3 separate regions of the Mus musculus genome follow, and all the other regions are linked to region 2. The links are chromatin contacts, called in public promoter capture Hi-C maps. All regions are on one chromosome and are shown on one strand. Each heading gives the region's core, a stretch centred on a gene start, on an enhancer-like site or on the middle of the called end of the contact. The rest is flanking DNA. Distances are from core to core; before and after follow the strand shown. Region 1 has its middle 34 kb from the start of Gm41897. Region 2 holds the start of F630028O10Rik (RIKEN cDNA F630028O10 gene). Region 3 holds the start of Msn (moesin).

What was found. Promoter capture Hi-C pulls out the DNA fragments that hold promoters and counts their contacts.
Region 1: a promoter capture Hi-C map of the HPC-7 cell line shows a contact between it and region 2, with 5 times the contacts expected there. The contact joins the enhancer-like site here to the promoter of F630028O10Rik in region 2. A contact is called at or near these places in 10 of 39 promoter capture datasets (the 3T3-L1 cell line, the C10 cell line, the HPC-7 cell line and 5 more).
Region 3: a promoter capture Hi-C map of neutrophils shows a contact between it and region 2. The contact joins the promoter of Msn here to the promoter of F630028O10Rik in region 2. A contact is called at or near these places in 9 of 39 promoter capture datasets (3T3-L1-derived adipocytes, the HPC-7 cell line, hematopoietic stem and progenitor cells and 4 more) and 1 of 9 other capture datasets (liver).

The regions. Positions count from the first base shown.
Region 1 is chrX:96,019,282-96,021,981 of GRCm38.p6, reverse strand. No RefSeq gene overlaps it. Among named protein-coding and RNA genes, the nearest start is that of Gm41897, 34 kb to the right of the region's middle. Within about 2 kb of position 1,346, at least 45 of the 459 cell types and tissues checked have an H3K27ac peak or open chromatin away from gene starts, as enhancers often do. A contact at or near this core is called in the HPC-7 cell line, where this site is marked.
Region 2 is chrX:96,238,487-96,241,186 of GRCm38.p6, reverse strand. It overlaps F630028O10Rik (RIKEN cDNA F630028O10 gene), which reads right to left and starts at 1,261. Exons shown (of 3, transcript NR_030718.1): 1 at 1,191-1,261; 2 at 674-774; 3 at 1-149.
Region 3 is chrX:96,094,714-96,097,413 of GRCm38.p6, reverse strand. It overlaps Msn (moesin), which reads right to left and starts at 1,369. Exons shown (of 13, transcript NM_010833.2): 1 at 1,171-1,369. The coding sequence starts at 1,182.

The DNA of each region.
Region 1 (2,700 bases), core at 97-2,596, 220 kb after region 2:
TTTTGCCACCTTCCCTTCACCCCACCCCATTCTCTGTTACTTCCTCCTCAAACCCAGAGTCTGAATGAAATAGCTTCCCACTTTAAACATTTCTGGTGATTCCTGAGTTTCTCGGTTCATTTGAGGTGGTTAGGAAGTTCAAGTCCCCTCTCCTTCTAGTACAGCTCATAGAGAGACAAGAAGCAAAATAGCAGGTCAAAGCAACTTAGAGAAGCCAAGTGTGCTATTGCAACTCTAGAGGACAAGGCAGGAGGATTGAGAGTTGAAGCCAGACTGGATATCATAGTAAGTTCCAGGCAATCCTGGGCTGTATATTGGGACCCTCTCTCAAAGGAAAATGAAAAGAAAAATAAAACAAAATAACATAATACAAAATGGTCCCATAGCAAGGCCTTCTGTACTTTTCATTCAAAAAGAAGATTCCATGGATTAGCGTCGTCTTCTCCTAAGTGACACGATTAATGTGTTCTTTATTATTATCATTATTGTTGTTATTGTGCTGTGGTATTCAGAAGATAACTCCGTGAAGACAATTCTCTTCTAACACTTGTATCTGAGTTTGGGCACTGAAGTCATGTCTTCAAGCGCTCATGCCTACTGAGTCATCTTACCAACCCAAGCCAAGGATAGCAAGGGTATTTCCACTGTTCCCAAATCCTACCCTTCTGCAGATGTGGAAACTCATCCCATAGGTGTATCCTTTGCTGCAAAGTGAAGCATGGAAAACTGAATGGAGAATGTTAGTCCTTCTGACTCCTAATCAAGTGCTCTGAGAAAAATCATAAAGGTGGTTCAGCACCATCAGTGGAAAGTCACTGTTTGGATCACTTTGTCCAAAGGAAGACAATTGCCATTGGGTGGGGCAGTGACATGACCAACATGTAAATCATAAACACTGAAGGACAGGGCTTGAGCAGATGTTTGTTTTGGGCTTTTTGTTTCCAATGAAAGGCTAGCACAGTATCTGGCCACAGCTTACTGATTAATAAATGAAAGATGTAACTGCTACCAGGTACTAGACGGATGCTGCTACTTCCTCTGGGGATATGGGTATTGATGCAGAACACTCCAGAAACTTGGAAAATTAAGGTTCTGGAGACTTAGTCTCGGTTTGTCCTAGACTTGGTCATGTGTCCCTTATCCATCCCTCACAAGTCATTTTCTTCTTTGTAAAAGAAGAGGTAATGACATCTTCTGCCTCATCTGGCTCCCTGGGGCTTAGGGAAGTAGCGGCGAAAATAAAGATAGGAAAGAGCTTTGACAAAAACAAGCTCTGCAAATGTGATGGCTGGGTGCTATGGTGACATCCTAGCTAGCAATTATGTTCTCCACAGAGGCGACTGTGGGCACAGAGTGACTCATCCTCTCACTCTCAAAGCCTGAGGCCTTGACAGGGGAGAAATGAGGTGAGGTTTTTGTTAAGAGAATTTTTTTTCCTGTGGAGGGGAGAGCTTGAACAGAGATGGACAGCCCCTCCTACACACACAGTTTACCACAGATGCCAGGCTCTTGGGGACAAAACAAGTAATGACTAACCAGAACTTCTGAAATATAATTCTGAGATACATTGGGGCACTAAGCTATTGGGGGTCTCTCTAAGACTAAAAGTTTGGGACCCAATTTTCATTCAGTCCCAAATGTAAAAGGCAGCCAACAGCCACTAATGTACTCAGCAGCTGCTGGTAAAGATCATCCCCTCTCTGCGTCCTTTTCACCTGTAGCAAAGAGAATGCGCTGAATCCTGCCATTGTGCGAAAGAATCCTGGGCTGTTGTTTAGAGGATTTGAATTTTATCCTAGCTCTGCCACAACTCTATTACCTTAGCCAAGTTCTTTCCTGCGCCTCAGTTGCCACAATCATGAAGGAAGGAAGCATTTTATTGGACTTTATATATGAGTTCGTAAACAGGACCCAAGAAATACGGGTTCTAATTCAAGTTGACAGAGAATATATAATTATTTCAGTTTAGACTGTTCTAACCCTTCTTTAGGCCTCAGTTTCTTCTAGATGAAACCCAGGGTCTTGAGCATGTTAGGCAAATGCTCTACTACAGAGTTATATCCAGTGCTTCATCTCTGTTATGAAGAGATGTAAATACAAATTATCTAACCTATACTATGATTCTGACAGCCTGTGGTTCTAGAATTTTACAAGCACTGGAAAGGAAGCAGAGAGAGAGAAAGGCCACACCCAGAAACATTCTCATAAACTGGTCTTGGTTGCCCTCTATGGGTCTGAGATGAGCATGCAGGCCCGGCCTGACACCTAGCCAAGGCAACTACTTTTTTAAAAAAAGGGTTGGCCAGGATGGCCAAGATGACAGCTTTACCAGATAGGGTCAGACACAGTCTGGTCTTAGTCACACAACCTTCTGGACGCTCCTAATGATAGGGATCCATTCAAAAAGTGTGTGTTGGATGACATTCTTCCTATCCATCCACCAGAAACAGGAAGCCTCGAAGAGCTCTGTTGAGAAAAAGACTAGGAGGGGATGTTTGTTTGTTTTGTTTGTTTGTTCTAGCTTGTTTGTTTGTTTGTTTGGTTTGGTTTGGTTTGGTTTGGTTTTGCCACAGGCAAAGCAGTCAGATTTAGGAGGCTATAGATGAATATCTGGGGTAGAGTGTCATTGTACCATGAGATAGTCTGGAAACAAAGTAGCTGATGGCCTCAGTTTTCATCTGACAAGGAAGCCTTCTTAAC
Region 2 (2,700 bases), core at 12-2,511:
GGAAAAGAGCCATGAAAGGGGCTAAAGAGTTCTAGTGCACTGACTTAATAGATTATTATAAATACTGTTTTCCAGGATTGATGGAGAAGTCAGTCCTTAAGCTGGGTAAGGGACTATTTCATTTTCATTCTTGATGTTCCAGTTCACACCTATTCAGAGGAATACATATAAGAGAAGCAAGTTTAGTTGATTAAAGTTAGTCAGACCCATAAGAATGAAGACATAGATGACTACATAGTCAGTCTTCATGACGCAAATTGAAAGGCATAAGCTTGGTAAAAGAGGTATAAGATTTTACCAAAAATCTATAAATGTCCAGAATAAGCCACATATCAGAAAATATATTTGGTGATAAAGAAGTACTCAGGACCATGTCTTAATATCCAGATTTTTTTCAATATAAGGAGAGTCACCTGCCTCAGTTGCAGGATACCCATTATTTCTTGGTATCTCAGTCCTCCTAAAGCAGAAGAAAAAGGACACTGTCCTGGGCTTAGACTGAGTTGTAGTACAGGTTTTCTGTGTGGCCTTGGGAAACTACCTTTTCTTCTCTCAGGACCTCTGTTCCTCACATATATATTTGTCCTCACGTCTATGTGCCTTTTAAATTCTGAAATTGGAGTAGTGACTTACAAAACTAGAAAAAAAAGAACCTTTCATGTTTTAGTCATACCTTTCAGACCACCAGCAGTTTTCTAAAGGATGTTCAGCTCTGCCTAGAGGTGTACATTCAAGCAGCAGTCTCATCTTCTTTCCCAACCAAAGACTGGTAACCTTCAAAATAAGAGACATAGAGGCTAAGACATTAAATAGCATCTCACCTTTGTCTTTCTCTTCTCTGCAAAAGGGACTCAAACACTGAGTGCTAGACTATAGAAACAACTCACCCAAAGAAAAGTAACAGATATAGAACAAAATTTAAAATGCTATTTAGAACTCCTAACTCCTGGCTCTGATAAGCATTTAACTTCTACATGACTATCTTCTAAAAGCCATCATTTGTTAGAAATTTTTGTGTCCCTTCTCTCTATCACATGGATAGAAAGTGAATAGAAACCTTCATCAGTCTTATCTTTGACCCTTTATCAGTAACTGGGATCTGAGAGTCAGTTAGGCATATCCAGAACACTGAAAGCTGTTGTGGGCACTGTTTCAGCATGGGAATCTAAGAGAACAAGTAGATACTATACCTGTCATTGAAGTGGTGCCTTTGTCTTGGATGGGATATAGGTGCTGAGCCGAACTATAGAGGCCACAGAAAGCTGAGTTTTATGTTGTGAGCAGGAAGGTCACATGTTCTGAAGGACTCTTGGTGTCATGAAGAGGAAACAGAAATGAGGAAGATAAAGTTGAGGCTAACCAACGGAAATCTGGGTACAAAATGACAAAACAGAGCTATTGTGAAAGGAGTAGTTGCTAATGCAGCAATAGCCCCTACTGCTCTGTCTCCACCCATTCTCAACCAACCTCCAAAAACACTGACTTCCCATGCTACAGAGTGGGAAAGCAGGAAGTACAAGTTTCCTTTGTGTTCTGCCTATGAAGCAAGGAAGTTTCCCTAGAGCAATTGAGGGAATCTTTAAATATCAGAGCTATTTATCTAATGAAAATCTATTGTCAAAATGTAAAAATGGAAGCAAATTTGTGGCAAATCTGAAATTTGATACCACACAATTTCCACCAAGCCTGTGTTAATCTTATTTTGTTAACATGCACTTTTACTTCTTTCCTGAAATAAAGAATCAGCTACATAATCGTCAAGGCCTAGCACAAACTAAATGTAATATATTCACTCTCACCCCCTTTTAAAAACAAGCTAGTTCTCTTTGGGGTATGACTGTTCTTCCCATGATTCTAGATCCCAACCTATAGAAAAGTTTTAAAAGAGTAATGAATAGACAATGTAGAAGTTTTTGGTTTTTTATCTCCAGAAATGGGAGTTCCTATTTGCCTTATCTTTGTAACAGCACCTTTGTGGAAGTAAATACCAGGTCACAGCTGGGTGGGACCCAATGTATCCCTGAATACATCACAAAGGGCAATTCTCTTGAGAAGCCAGCACCTACCAGGTCTTCTTGAAGACCATATAATTTAGGATGTATCCACTATGGAAGTAAGTGAGCTCTCAACATCAGGGCTAAACCTCTCAACACTACCTGGAATGTCTCCCAGTATATAGCTTGATCTGAAGGTATAGGCTATGCCAGTGCCTGGCAAATACAGAAGTGGATGCTCATAGTCATCTATTGGATGGAACACAGGGCCCCCAATGAAGGAGCTAGAGAAAATACCCAAGGAGCTAAAGGGGTCTACAACCCTACAGGAGGAACAACAATATGAACTAACCAGTACCCCCCCCCCAAGAGCTTGTGTCTCTTGTTGCATATGTAGCAGTAGATGGCCATAGTAGGCCATCAATGGGGAGAGGCCTTTGATCTTGCAAAGATTATATGCCCCAGTACAGGGGAATGCCAGGGCTAGGAAGTAGGAGTGGATGGGTTGGGGAGCAGGGCAGGGGGTGGGGGGCGGGTATAGGGAAATTTTGGAGAGGAAACTAGGAAAGGGGATAGCATTTGAAATGTAAGTGAAGAAAATATCTAATAAAAAAAAGAAATGTTGATAGTGTATTGTTCCCTTTCTGTGAGGCTCAGAGACTCTGCATTCTCACTCTGAATACCACACTACAAGAGGAACAAACCA
Region 3 (2,700 bases), core at 120-2,619, 140 kb after region 2:
GTAAGGGTAGCAAGGAAACTTCAATATAGACACAAAGACCTCCTGTATCTATTCACTCTCCTCTCTTCCGAGGCACCCTCATCCCTTCTCCAGCATCCTAGTCACTGTCTCAGTTCTACCAGGCTCAGGCAGTACTAGAGAGATGGGTAGGCTAGCAATATACAACATGGGAGCCCAGCAAGCCCCATTACCTAAGAAACATAATTCACGGTGGTCATAGGGCCTTCATGAGCAAGGACCTGGCGTGACTTGCACAAAAGCAAGCAGAGCTCATTAGTCAAGCACATACCCCTCCCCCACCCCTCCCTACTGGGCATCCGGCCCCCCTAGGCCTCACTCCCTGGAGGCTTCTGCGAGCAACAGCCAGTGGGGTGGAGACCAGATCTCAAATCAACCACCACACTAGATAGGTGTGGCCCCCACAGGAGAAAACCTATACCTCACAAAACGGTCCTGAGGGGATAGAGAGGCACTATGTCTGACAGGGATTTAATAGAGGAAGAGAAACCTGCCCTGTCTTCCAGTGGGTTGTGTGGGCCCCTCCACAGACTTGTGCCTAATGAAGTGTTTGTACCCCTGGGTAAAGTAACCCAGTTGATGAGACCCTTCACAAATCTTCATTTCCCTGGGGAAAGCAGTTGGGGCTAAGACGCGGTGGAAGGGGACAGAGCAGAAGTGGGGTAGAAGAGGGGCGGTTATGGGAAAGGTGGATGGGTGTGCGGGATCCGCCCTGGGCAACTTCCTCTCTCCTCCCCGCTTCTCTGTAAGCTTGGGGGCTCTTCTGAGACAGTGATAGCTTTGCTACAGAAAGGCGCCAATTCCTGGGCCGGGGAAATGTTCTCAAAAGTAAAGTCGTTTCCCCAGTTCCCAACGACCCTTTAGAATAGGGGATTGATCCAGTCCCTCAAAGAGTTTCCACTGTCTCATCCCAGAGGCGGGGAACTGGAACCCGAGAAAGGCTGGCTCCTCCTTATCCACACTTCTAGTTTGTACACCCTGTCACCCTCTAGAGCGCTCAAATTAGGGCTCCACTATCTTCTCCTTCCTAGGGCCTTAGTGGACAGCCCAGCATCCCCGGCAGGCCTGTGAGCAACCAAGCCCGAAGCCATAAAGTGGCAAGGGTCAAGCTTGGAGCCCCCAGGGCCGACCGCGCTAGTTGTCGGCACTCACCGTCTTCGGCATGGTGGCGGCAAGGGCAGAGGAGTTGGTGAAGTTTGGCTGGAAACTGTCGGGCTGCTCTGAGCGCGCAGTACACTTCGGCAAGGACTCCGGAGAACCGGGTGCTCAGATTGGGTCCCACTCTAGCGTTGGGCGACTGCTCCGCTTCCTGCTAACGGGCCACGACTTTACAAACCCCACCCAGGAAAGAGCCGCCCCCGTTGCGCTGCTCGCTCCTTTATGTGGCCGGGCTTCCGCGCCTCTCCCCGCCCTCCCGCCAGCCTGCCCGCGGCTTCGGGCATCGCCCCGCCCAGCCCGGCCCAGCCCAGAGAGGCTACTCTGGCCACGTGGGGGGCCAGGCTCGGGGCCAAAACTCCCCAAGGACTCCCACTCCCCACTAGTGCCCACTCTGCCCCCTCCCACCTTTCCTCACTGCCCCCCTCCCTCCAAGTTTCGACCATCTGACTCCGCCCCCAGTCTGAGCCAGAGCTTGACTGGGGGGCCACACCCTAGCAGATGCTTTTCAGCCCTGAACCATGAGTTACCAATGTTGGGAACCCGTTGCCTAGTAGAACTGCTGAGTTCCCTCTCTAGGAAGCCTTGTTGGTTAGAAAGTTCCCGCTTGTGGACATTTGAACTCCTCTTTTTCTCTGTGACCTCCAATCATGCCACACCTAAGTTCCCTGGGACCACAACAAATCCTCTGCTGTCCATAGCAGCTCCTGAGAGTTCTGCTACTCCTCAGGAAACTTCTGGGCTAAACTTCAGCTCCTCCTCAACAGTTCACTCCCTTCTAGAGGACTCATTTAACCTGTGACATTTCCTTCGACCTTGTATTTATTTGTTTGTTTGTTTGTTTGTTTGTTTATTATTTATTTATTTCATTTTCTCCAGAACTGGGATCCTTTTCCAATTATCTGTCTTCTATGTTCACTTTCAGTCCTCCAATTCCCACTCTCCTCACATCAGTGTCTTGGTCTTTTCCTTAGTCCTTCCCCAACATTTTGGATTTGTTTTGTCTGTCACCAGAGCTGGCTCTAAACTCATTATTTAGCTTAGGTTTGTCTTGAACTCTCAGTTCTAAGACACTGGCTTAGGTTTGTCTTGAACTCATAATCCTACTACCTCAACTAGATTGCAGATGTCTGACACCGGTTCTATACATTCACTTGCTTTGACACAGCGCACTAACAGCAGCCAGTTGACTTGCATTCCCAGTCCTCCTGTTTCTACCACCTTAGTGCTCAGACAATACCAGGCAGACATTCACTTTTTGATAAGAGTATAAGACTCTCGGGTGATATATGCCCTCCAGTTCTGGCAACTGTGCAGGAGCATGGGTTGTGTGTCTTTCATGAAGTAAATTACCATATACCTCAGTGATGGAGAGTCAAACACAGAATAGTGGAAAGGACACCTCAACACTCACCAGGCTTCAGATCATTGTTTCATCATGAACTCAGCCTGTGTCCTCTGCACTTTCTTGGGTAATTCCCTTCCCCCCTCTAGTATTGAGTTTCCCCTTCCTTAACAATGACCAAA